2 separate regions of the Zea mays genome follow, and region 2 is linked to region 1. A link is a contact called in public Hi-C data. All regions are on one chromosome and are shown on one strand. The core of a region is the stretch at or near the end of the contact, and the rest is flanking DNA. Distances in the headings are between cores, read along the strand shown.

Region 1 (6,166 bases), core at 2,127-4,626:
AAAAACCACGGGCGCCGGCCGGCAACTTCTCACTATTTTTGGGTGGTTACAGATCGCAGGAGATTTACAATAGAGATATATATCTCCTGCGGCTTACAAAGATATTTATAGAGGTGAAAACCCTAAAACGATCCGTACCGCGGGGGGGGGGCTCCGCCCCCCGCACCCCCCCAGGCGTCCCTGGGCCGCGGGAAGGCCAGTTGGCCTCGCTGCGCTCTGGCCCAAGCCTCCCGGCGACGGGCCTCCGCTTCGCTCGCCAACTTGGCCGCCTTCTTCAGAATTTGGATCACAAACTCAACACCATTCATGGACATGATCTTATGTGTAATTGGTCAATCTATTTCTAGATGTACACAAGACATGAGAAGCTCACGAGCAGCATAATATACAAATTATTTGGCTTTAATTTTTTCTTCACAAGAAGCTGGTTATTACAAGTGAATATGCATGGTCACAACATGGCCAATAACAACGTGGTAGAGTGGCATGGCATATGGATCGCAGGCATGATATTGGTAACTTTTCGTAGTTTGTTTCTGATGGCACCAAGTCCACCAACGGATGTTGGCACGATGACGAGGCGCTGGTCTCAGTGACTGCTTGAGGTAGTAATGGCTCTAACAGACAAAAACAATATATTTACGACTTTGATGACATTTTTAGAGAAGAGAAGAAGGTACAAATACACAATACATTGCATATGATGATCTAGAATTCTAAATTTATAAGAGGTAAACAATTTGTACTTAATTTGGACAAGAGTTGACCAAGACATGGAGCTCATTAAGAGGATTCTAAAACGATTTGACCTAAATAGAAATATCATGGATATGATTAGGAGTGGCAATGAATCACGATCCAAATGTTTTTCCATAATTCGTTTGAGCCCTTAATTAATTTTAGTTTAAAAATGAATAGAATTAGAGCTCAATTATAATATGATCTAATCCTTAAATTTTATAGTATAAATTTTAGAGGCTGTTGCCATAGTTGATTGATTGTGAGCTTGAGGTATGACTAGATAAAAAACATTATCTAGTCATTAATTGCTCATAGCTGATTGATTGTGAGCTTGAGGTATGCATAGTTAAAAACATTATGATATCAAAGTATGTAACTCACTCTCGTCTCATGCTAAAGATGTTTCACAAGGCTGCTAAGGTATGCTGAAGGGCCTATTTCTTGGAAGCAGAAGACTTCCGTTGCTGAAGTTCAATATTTATCCATTGCTTTATCACCAATATATTTGCATTAGTTCCAGAAATCAATAAGGGCTAATCAATCTGGGGAAGATATTTTATAGGTCACTTGGAGCAGTTTAGAGCTTGTTCGGTTATTCCTACGCAATATAGATTGGATGGGATAGAATAATTTCAGTGTGGTGCACTAATATGTTATGCTTAGCTTTTTTTAGGAAATATTATTATTTTCTTACTGTTTGCTTCATTCTGCAGCCTCCAGAAAACAATTGACCGCTACAGGACATACACAAGGGAAAATGTCAATAACAAGACTGTTCAACAAGATATACAGGTGAAGTTCTCCCAGTATAGTATGTATGACCTACCTGGTTTTGATCATGACAGACATGAGTTACTACTAGTACTTACACGATCGGATATCTGAAGTGATAGACTATTTTTCTTCTTTCTGTACTGATGAGATGTTTTTGTTCGGAAGATACTTAATTTGCCCATTATTTCAGATTCTATTACTTTTCATGTGGCTGATTGTATATACTAAACACATCTTTTGACTGTTGCATCTTCACTTATTACAGCAAACCAGAAAGTGAATTTGCATGAGCGTTTTTAATATATATAAACCACAACGAAGATGGATTAAACGCTTAACTGAAGAGTTAGGAATAAAGGCAACATTTTCATGTGAATACTTTTACCTCCAAAGCATTAAAGTCATGTTATACAGCATCACTTCAAAACATGGGTAAAAGTATCTTCTTGAGGTTATTAGGCCAGTGCTCTCAATATAAGATGGAACTTGCATTAGATATTTGGGGTTTTACACTTAGGACAGAACGTATGTGATGGCGCACTTAGCTTTTAACATTCAATCATCTGAAAGTGCAGCAAGTCAAAGCAGATGCCGTAAGCTTGGCAAGTAGACTCGAAGCCCTAGAAAAGACCAAACGGTGAGCAATCATGTATTTCACTAAAGATTAATGACATTCCTCAGAGCAGAACGGCCATCAATTCACCGCCTTGACATGAGTTGCAGAATGTTTCTGGGTGAAAATTTAGAAGAATGCTCCATTGAAGAACTGCATAATCTGGAGGTTAAACTGGCGAAGAGCCTTCACGTCATCAGAGGGAAGAAGGTAAGTAAATGCCACAGTTGTCACATAAACCCTAGTCTCTAAAATTTCTGCGTATTACGATAACAAAGAAACTGTTCGCCCAAGTTGATATGCACGTCCTACCTTTTGTTTTCACAGACACAACTGCTGGAGCAGCAGATATCCAAGCTGAAGGAGAAGGTAAGATAACGCATAGAGCCCAGACCCCAGAGTATCCTGAAACTCTTAGTGACCAATTCCTGACCTCTGCTGTTCCTTGTACAACTTGCAGGAGAGGACCCTGCTCCAAGACAACAAAGAGTTGCGGGATAAGGTAAATCAAACGAACACAACATTGAAAACCGCAGAGAAGGCATGTAGGGTTTTTTTAATAACATTGCAAACTGTAAATTAAACTCTTAACGTTAACATGATATGCGCAAGAAAGACAGTCTCACAGCCATCATGTGTGGTTTTCTAAAACTTAACGTGCTGCCTGTTCTGTTCTTGTGGCTTCAGCAGCGCAACCTCCAGTCTCCACCGGAGGCGCCACCGGACCTGAACCGCTGTGTCCCTCCTTGGCCGCGTAGCCTGCCGGCACCGAGCAATGACATGGACGTGGAGACGGAGCTGTACATAGGATTACCCGGCAGGGAGCGCTCCTCCAACCGGGACTCTGATTGAACCACGGATTTTCAGTTCGATCGGCTAAAAGGAATAAGCTCCCTGAAATTAAAGCATCGAAGGGCACACGTCAATGGTTTTATTTGCAACTTTTGTATGCAAACTTGTACTTGAAAAGTAAAAAAAATAAAAATAAATCTGTAGTATGTGGATGCAAGAAACGGCTGGTTAGCTAGCTGCAAGCCTTCTGGGGCCTGAAAATGAAATCCACCCATGGATACACCCAACCAAGCTTGATGCGCTACTTTTCTTATACGCAGCTGCCGAAGTCTTTAGAGTTCACTTGGCATATCGCATGCGACGCCGACAACTCGCTCGGGCTACACGTGTAGTGTTATTGTAACGCAAAGGGTGAAAGGGATACCTGGACACTGGCACTGCTGGGATATGTAAGCACAATTCCGCTGGAGCGGGCCGATTTCGCGGCCTGCCACTGCGGCATTTTTTTTTCCCGATGTGAGCCAAGCTGCCCTTGAGAAGAAGGACAATCCATTTTCCGATCCGAAAAAGTCTGATTTACACCATGAACTATCTAGGGGTCTACGTAATCAATCCAATCCATTTTTCGTTCGATTTTTCTCACTAATCTAGGGGTCTACGTAATCAATCCGCCTAAGAGGGTTGACATCTGAGTCCATGTATTTAGTATCTAATCTATATTTGTATTCATATAATTAAAGTTCAATATTTAAGACGTTGATATCCATTCAAATCTTATCCGACACAACTCGAGAAAATATAAAAACACATATAAAACGAGTAATATCTATCCGTATTTGATTCGATTACATCAGTACACTAATCTATAAAACTAGTTTCCTAAGAGCATTTTCAAGGGACTCTTTATTTTTTATTCTCTATTTACCTCTCCATAAAGATTAAACTATATATGTAGCATCTCATTTCAAGACTCTTCAACATGCAAGTTAGTTTGGCTAATGAGAGAGCTAATTTAGAGAGTCAGAAGCTTCACGATTTAGATGCCTAGGCTGTGAAAAGTTATTTTACTATTAAGTAGCTAGAATTTAGCTTGAGAAGATATTTGGCTAGTGTCTTGATATGCTCTAATCCTCTTAAATTTTGAAAAAAGGTCACTTTGTTATCATAACGGTTTTGACGACAGTGTCATTGATGTGGCGTCGTATGAAATCGGACTAAGTTGAAAGTTAAGAAAGTAAATCGAATTCAATTTTTTTTATAAAAAATGCTAAAGAATAATAAAAATATATTCAAACATTTTTTTACATAAAAATGATGCAATTTTAAAAAAAAACTTAAACCTGGTTTAACCTTGAAAATTCATAGATAATTTATTTTAGCTCGATTACAAAACTTGTTTCAGATTTTTCTAAAATCATGCTCTAAAATTATTTAAATTTTAATAGACTTATTTTAGTGTTTATTTGCTAGTACAACTTCATGTATCTATTACAATTAGTCAACATTGATCATCCGAAGTACAAAGAAGCACTACTAAAGCATCTACGACGTTGTAGTGAACACTAGTCTCCTACGTTAGATAGATTTTCAAAGTAGTTTAAATTAAGTTTTAATGCAATGAATTATGGAGCATAATGCGCCAAGAAAATCTAGATTGTAGAACATGTGTCATGATATTTGTCAAGTGGCATGGACAAGACATTTAATGCTAGGCACCATATTCTAGAACACCATTTAGAAAAAAAATCTAAAACTATTTTCATGGTTTATGCAACAATTCTTATTCCCTTAGAGTTTTATTTACTAAAGTATTGTTACATCTCCAAATAAAATAACCAATCCTCTACTAAAAGAAAAGAGAAAGGAAACTAGAGAGAGGAGAAGAAATGTAACACCTGAATTTGATAGTTACTGTTAAGTAACCCTAGTTAGGGTTATGTGGGCAAATACCGGCTTTGCCCGGGTCTCACATCTCTATATAAGGAACCTGTACACCCCTTCATGTAACACACTTCATGTAACACAGATCAAAAAGAGGCCAGAGGCCCAACCCTATATCATGTGTCTCGTGTGTTTCCTCTGTCGTGCTTATGGGAAGGGAGACGGGTTCTCTACAGCTTCTCGCGCCTCTACTGCTGACGGGAGGGAAGAGAGCGGATCTGGTGATCCGTGGTAACGTAGTTCTCAATACGTTATCAGCACGCTCTACCTCGACGTTGCTGCGGGATTAGATTTGCATCAACTCTCCGTCAAGTCGGCAGGTCCTCCGGCCTAGCCGAACTGTCCTACGCGTCAGGCTTCGATTTTTCCTCTACGTAATGGAACGGTATATTTACTGTTCTTAATATGTTAATGTGCACGAGCTGTGATCCATACGCGACGAACTGCCATTACCGTCGTGGTGTTGTGCTCGCACCGTGCCAATGCGTTGAGGAAGGGTCATTCTTGGATCTTCTTTGACTGTGGTGGCTTCGGTTTGCTCCTCAGTTAGCTTTAGATCTGGAAGCTTTGTTTTGGTGGACGGCAGTAAAAACAGATCGTCAACCAGATACATTTGAGTCATCCGCGTTTCTTGTGAGAATCCTGGGCCTGCACGGGAAAGCCGCATCCAGTAACAGCTCGCCGCAAAAATCGTTGCGCGCAGCGGCCCGGAGGATGTGTCGTACTGCCGTCTCACCAGTCTATCTTAAAATTAAGATTCGCATGCATGCACAGATGGTGATAAGCATAAAAGTTCTTGCACGTCTGCCTCTACTCGCTGCCATTGTGAAAAAAAAATGTCATGCATGGCGGGCATCAATGCTCCAGTAGGAGCGGCCGAAGAAGAAAAAAATAGAGAAAAAGTCGGCTAAGAAAGAAAAGCCTCCATTTATTTTTTATTTATTTCATGCTGTAGATTATAAAAAAAAAATAAAGCATGTTTTATGTTATAATTTCTACTTTAATTAATTATTTTCCTGCAGTAAATAATTAGTAGAAAAATACATGTTTAAATATGGAAAATGCTTTTTACACCTGATGTGTTATGCTCATGCAATAATTTTAGTGTTTATTTTTCTGCTTTTATTTACCGTAGCAGAAAATTATTAAAATGCATGTAAAGTCTATATAGGGCATACTCAAATCGCTCTAAATATTTATATTGTGTTGAGCTTTTGGACTCACGTCGAGCGATTAAATTGTATAGTGGGTACTCGGACACACCGATCAGACAACGTTATTAATCGACCGAGTTATGGCATTGGC
Region 2 (6,166 bases), core at 1,281-3,780, 180 kb after region 1:
GAAATTTATTTATTTTTTCTGAAGCATGCATGTTTTCATGCCTCAGCAAAAAAGTTATGATGTGTTTGATTTGTAGAGTCACTTTATGCCTCATGAGATGATGCATCATAAGTTCATTCCATCAATTTTGGTGGAATCAATCCACTCCTCATTTATATACTAATTATTAGCTTATGAGGAATGAGATGATGATGGATCAACTCATTCTATTCCACAAACCAAATAAAAAAGTGAGGAGTGAGAAGGAGATGAATCACTTCAATCCTCAAACCAAACACACTATTAGGGTCTGGTAGGAGTATTTTTATAGTTCTGACGCAATACTAATAGTTCTGAAGCTTAGACCCTAACTTAAAATACTAAACTCCTATCAAATACTCCTACTATAGTATTGCTTCAGAACTATAAAAATACTAAGCTTCCAAATAGGGCCTTAACGTTTAAGAACCGAGCCAGCAGGATCTATGTTGGTTCCTTGTAAGAATATTACAGGCCGGAAGAGCTGCACTGCTGCAGCATGCAGGAGTGAGCAATGGAAGCAGAGAAGCGAATCAGAATATCAGGTGTGGCAGCCTGCGGGCAGCAGCGAAGGAATTGCACAAGAACCAAGCCAAGAATGATAGTAAATACAGCTGCTGCAGACATGAGGATACAGCAGTGGAGTGTATAGATATCCATGGAAAAGCATCTGATGTTTAGGAAAAAGAGTAGGGTAGGGTCTGATCTGACCTGATCCAGTCATCCATTAACTGCCTCTGCTACGGTGCTTCCTTGCTTTGGGGGGAGAGCCTTGTGAAGTTGCCCGGAGAGGGGCTACAGTGCTTCGAGAAACCAAAACTACAAAATTACCTGACCCAAACAGTAAGATATGCAAACATTGGGGGCTAACTGATATCGTATGCAGACTTGCAGAGTGAACAGTGCAGTTCTTAAATAATTACTGAATTTAGTCAGAGATGATTCAGAATATGTACATTTATAATGAGCAAGATCGATATCATATCCTCGGAACAAAGATCAAATCAAGAAAAGAGAAGAAACACACATTAGTTACGGAAAGCACAAATGAGCTAATATGATTATATGAGCAGGATATCATCAAGAAATACCAATTCATCAACAATTACACATGCAGATGCAGTACTGGAGCCATATCAGTTCGTGTGTCAGTGCCCCATCAGTTCCTCGACCCAATTTCTCCTTCTTTTTGCTAGAGGATGTTGATTGTCTTCACAGTCCAAGATCCAAACAGCACACGTCCTTCCCTGCCGTCGAGGAGGATGTTGACGACGATGGCGAGGGCAGTTGCAGAAGCGTCGTCGACGCCGCCCGGCCCCGGGGGACTGTGGCGCTGTCTTCGGCGTCCGGCGGGCAGTCGAGGTTCACCCCGAACAGGCGGACGCGCTTCGACATGGTCGCCTCCACCGCGGATGCAGCAACGTGCACGGGGACCGACTTGAGCACTACGGCGGCCGGCACCTGCGGCCGCAGGAACAGCACGTGCCGGTTGGGCGCCGGAGCCGAGGCGCCGTAGTCCTGCCACGGGCAGATGGGCACCGACGGCAGCGGCAGGAGTCGCTGCGCAGACGCCAGCGTCGGCTGCAGGAACGCGAGATCCTGGCGACGGCGGCGGAAATCGATGAAGAAGCGGCCGCGCGCGCCGCCCGCGCCGCGCGCGAACAAGACTGTGTCCCCGGCACCGAGGCGCTTCTCCTTCACGAAGCGGCTCCAACCTTTGGTCATCACGTAGCTCTGGCTGCTGTTCCAGTACGAGTAGCGGAAGCGCCACGCCTTCCCCGCCCGGTCCTCGAAGCTGAGCACCAGCCCCTTCCCGCCTCCCGCGGCTGCTGCCGCCGCCGCCGCCGCGGCGGACGAGGCGTCCAGCGCGGGGAAGTAGCGCTCCGCGTGCTGCTTTGGGATGACCAGGCGATTGAGCTTCCCCACGTCGCTCGGGGTGACCACCTTCTCGAACATGTGCTCCTTCTCCACCCAGGCCACGCCGCCGCGAGGCCTCTCGGAATCCTCAACGACACGGGCATGCGCATGCGCGGGCGTGAACTCCATGGGGCTCCCCGCTCACGCTTCTCGAGCGAGCTCCGGCTGCTGCTACAGCTGTTGACTATTGACTAGTATGCTATTTCAGGGATCTGGTGGAGTATGTAACAGTACTATATGCCACAACTATTTTAGGAGGGGGTTTAGGGTTAGATTAGCTCAATATTATATGTGGATGCAGCTCTGTCGAACTTCCTAGGATAGCAGGTGGTTGGCTAGCTGCTGGATAAAGAGTGCTATTTGTTCTTGTAACAGGACAGGACTGGTGATCAAAGGATACTCCGATAAAGGCCGGGGAAAAATGGTGTGTTTGGTTTGCAATTGTGAGATCTTCAGCAAAGGCGCTGTGGTTGTAGATCAGTAGGCTTCAGTTTACATGAGACATGGAGGGGAAAAGGTTGGGAAGAGAAATACAAAGCAAGCCCCAGCTAGCTTTCTTAAAGAGGAAGATGAAGCGGCATCTAGCATCCTACTACTAGCTGAGGCCGGTGGGAGAGGAAGAGGAGGGGCGAGAGCGAGAGGGACTATAGGCCGTCGATGTGAGGGGTGGGGCCCACGAGCGACGAATGATAGGGCTTGAGATCATGTGAGTATGCATGTCACTCTCAGCTCAACCTATTGGGATCCCCCCACCTCTCTAGCTAGCTCCTCCATCCATGGATGGATGGATGGAGATGATCTCGCGGCTGCAGTGATCCAGCAATTGCGTGTTGACACTTGACTGTATGAATGATGAGATGCAGGTAGGGAAAATATCTTCTCCTGCAGTGATCGGTAGGTCGTGGCACAGAATAATGGACAGTACTACTCCATTTTCTCTTCTTCTTTTTTTAGTTTTTATCAATGCTTTGATCTATATTCATTGATCATGAGATTGCTGTAGCTACTGTCCTACTGAGTTCTGCAATGCCCAGCTTTACATCTTCTAGCAGCTAGTAGAACTTTACATCTATTAGCATAGAAGAAGCAATTAACTGCAACAGGTTCCGACCTGCCGTAGTGCTGTACATCCTCTCTATAGCAGCTAGAGCTTCACACAAAAACATGTGCAGCTGTTGCAATGGTGGTGTTATATAGTCTGAGCTGTGCGGCGAGCACAATCGAAATTGCATACATATGCATATGCTCATTTTTTATCACTTCTCCTGAATTTCATGCGCTTGGTTTCCATTGCTGGCAACCACGGTTATACAAAGCAAACCATCTGATCCATTAGATCATGATCATTGATTCAATCGTATATCACATTTAACACTTAAATCCTTCCACCAAAAGGCCAAGTATCTTTATAAAAGAACCCTAACAAACCATGACCGCATCTATCGTTGGATCATAATCTAATGGATCAAATGATTCGCTTGTATGCTTGCATATAGGGACTGCTTGCACAGCAATCGTTCTCTCCTTTGCGTGTTGATATATATAATTTTGTCATTGTTTAACTACAAAAAAATGTCAGTCGTGGGAGTTGAAGTTGGTCAACGTGCGGTCTTTCATCAAGAGTTCAAGACCATACTTTTGATGTTGGAATAAAAATTGGTTGGCACCTTCACCTGCTTTAGATACATGCAAAACGTTGGCTGCTCTTCATCTATTAGGTTGTAGGTCGCGGCTGGTAGTTCAACTTTCCCATTCCCATGTTGTCTCAAGTGAAGTTCTGGCCTTATGCTGAGGTTGACAAGATCAGTGCATGACTTGAGTCCATCCTTGGTCTTTGTCTTCATGTCTAGCAACACGCTGATAATAGTTTCAAAGACATTCTTCTCTACAGATGCATACAGTCTATTGTGTGGGGCGCATGTAGCTCTTTCCAGTACGATAAGTGTTTGAAAAAGATTAGTTGTTTCTTAAAAAGGAACGAATACTGATGGTTTCTCCATTTCATCCAACTTTCTCTTCTTCCCTTTCATGGTCTCGTCATTCTTCTTCTTTTCGAACTCGATATGATCCATGTCCTTCACCATCTCAAACACCTTTTCCCCATACTCCGTCTTCTTTGGCTCATCAAGTTGTGGCTCGTCATTGTTGTCGAAGTACCTATTCATCGTAGCTCTTCGGTACCTATGCCCTTTCATGAGGAATCGTACGTGCCTCAAGTACACAGTCTTGCAAGATCCCTTGAGATAAGTGCAGCAAGTATTGTCAAGACAAACTATGCAACTGATCTTTCCTTTGATCTTCCCTGACAACGAGAAAAGACCAGGGTAGTCAGTGATGGTGACAAAGATGATGGCTTTTAGAGTGAACGACTCCTTGGTGGATGGATCCATCATATCGACCCCATTTTCCCATAGTGTTTGCATGTCCTCCATTAATGGCTATAGGAACACATCTATATCATTAATAGGCTGCTTCGATCCTGAAATAAACATTGTCAACAAAAGATATTTGCGATTTTGACATAACCATGGAGGCAAGTTGTAGATGGTGAGGATGACCGGCCAAGTGTAGTGGGAGATGCTGAGTTCACCGAACGGATTCATATCGTCGGTACTAAGCCCAAACCTGATGTTCCTAGCCAATTCGCCAAACTCCTGGAACAAGTTGTCGAAACATTTCCACTGGCAAGCAACAGAAGGGTGTCGCAGCTTGCCATCGTCCTTCTTGCGGTCATCTAAGGCATGTCAGGATATTAGCTTGGCATCCTCGGAGTTCCCAAATAGAGCACACAAGCGATCAATTATGGATAGATACCACATCAACAATGCAGGACTCCTCCTCAGTGTGTAACCCTCTTCATCCTGAGGCGGGTAATTCTGATTGGTCTTCTTCGTCATACTTGAGGGATCATCTTCCATGCGGTAGCTAGCATTCGTCTTCCATCGACTAGTGTTGTAGTGTGGAGAACTCTCTAATTTCTCGTACTCACCTCGATATAGTATGAAGTGGTTAGGGCAGGCGTCAAACTTCTTAAGTTTCATTTCCATTGGGCGGGTCAACTTCTTTGCCCAATAAGTATACACAGGAACTTTGTTACCCTCAGGAAAAGCTTCAACAAGTACATATAACATCTCGTTGAAGCCAGTGTCTGAGAAACCATGACGGTCCTCCACTGTAAGCAACTTGAGATTAAAATGCAGTGATGTCATATGCTTCGGACAATCGATATTCTCATAGAGCGGATCAATTATTGATGGCTTCATCTCTCTAAAATTTTTGAGCCACCTCGTGTTCCTAGATAAAATGTCATCTTCGTTAAGGCGAGCTATGTTCTCGAAAAGCTCCGCATCCTTAGGCTCTAGCAATGTAGCACCAACATCCTCATCGCCACCCTTGTCACCAGCATCACTGAACAAATTGTCCACTTTGATGTAATCACGATGACCAGTGTCATTGTTGTCGCCAACAACGGTGTTGCCAGCTGGTGGCCCACCTGCATTTGTCATCAATGAGTTTCCTCTACCACATGATGATTCACCTACACTAGCATCTCTTCTCTCACAGTGGAATGTTCAGACTATGGATCCTTGACAAAACCAAACCTAACAAAAGAGATAGCATTGTGGTGACTTCATGGCCTTTCGTGTTTTTGCAGTGAGCACACGGGCGGATAGTTGTAGTTTGACCCATACTCTCTCAATGTTTCTTCGCAACGGCAACAAACTTTTTTACCTCAACCATGTACTCGAGTTCCATTCTGTTTGACTCGTACATCCATTTTGTTCTTTCCATATATTCTTAAAAATTAGATATAAAATATTAATTAATTAATTAATAGAAAAATATCGATAGATCCAAGAATATCAGGAAAGGTGGCACAAGGGTGTATGTATATAGCAGTATAACTAACATCAATATCGAGAGATCGAAGAATATTAGGAGAGGTCGAGAAATATAGCAAATTAGCACCAACAACTATAGACTTTCTCTCTCCTCCATGCAATACTAGATCTAATCTAGATCTAGAGAGCCTCAAATGGAAAAAATGGAGATTAAAGGGAGTTTATTAGGGAGTGTGTACCAATCTCTTGCGATCTCCTAGTCTCCAATCGTTCAACAAACCCAAGAAATCCAAGATCAAAGTCTCCCCCCTCAAATTGGTAGTTTAATGGCGAGAAGCCATGAGAAAGAAGGTGGTTGTCAGGTTTTATAGGCATGGATTAACAAAGGC

Evidence for each region. A called contact is a pair of places that touch in the nucleus more often than the background predicts.
Region 2: a Hi-C map of ear shows a contact between it and region 1, with 3 times the contacts expected there. The contact joins the promoter of LOC103639087 here to the enhancer-like site in region 1. A contact is called at or near these places in 6 of 25 Hi-C or Micro-C datasets (ear, leaf and tassel).

The regions. Positions count from the first base shown.
Region 1 is chr9:131,102,000-131,108,165 of Zm-B73-REFERENCE-NAM-5.0, forward strand. LOC100382583 reads left to right here. Exons shown (of 8, transcript NM_001175313.1): 3 at 1,455-1,533; 4 at 2,091-2,152; 5 at 2,239-2,338; 6 at 2,456-2,497; 7 at 2,589-2,630; 8 at 2,816-3,176. The coding sequence ends at 2,980. Among protein-coding and RNA genes, the nearest start is that of LOC118473393, 25 kb to the left of the region's middle. Within about 2 kb of position 3,377, at least 10 of the 20 cell types and tissues checked have an H3K27ac peak or open chromatin away from gene starts, as enhancers often do. A contact at or near this core is called in ear and tassel, where this site is marked.
Region 2 is chr9:131,279,963-131,286,128 of Zm-B73-REFERENCE-NAM-5.0, forward strand. LOC103639087 (putative B3 domain-containing protein Os10g0537100) reads right to left here and starts at 2,531. Exons shown (of 1, transcript XM_008661883.3): 1 at 927-2,531. The coding sequence starts at 2,064. The coding sequence ends at 1,231.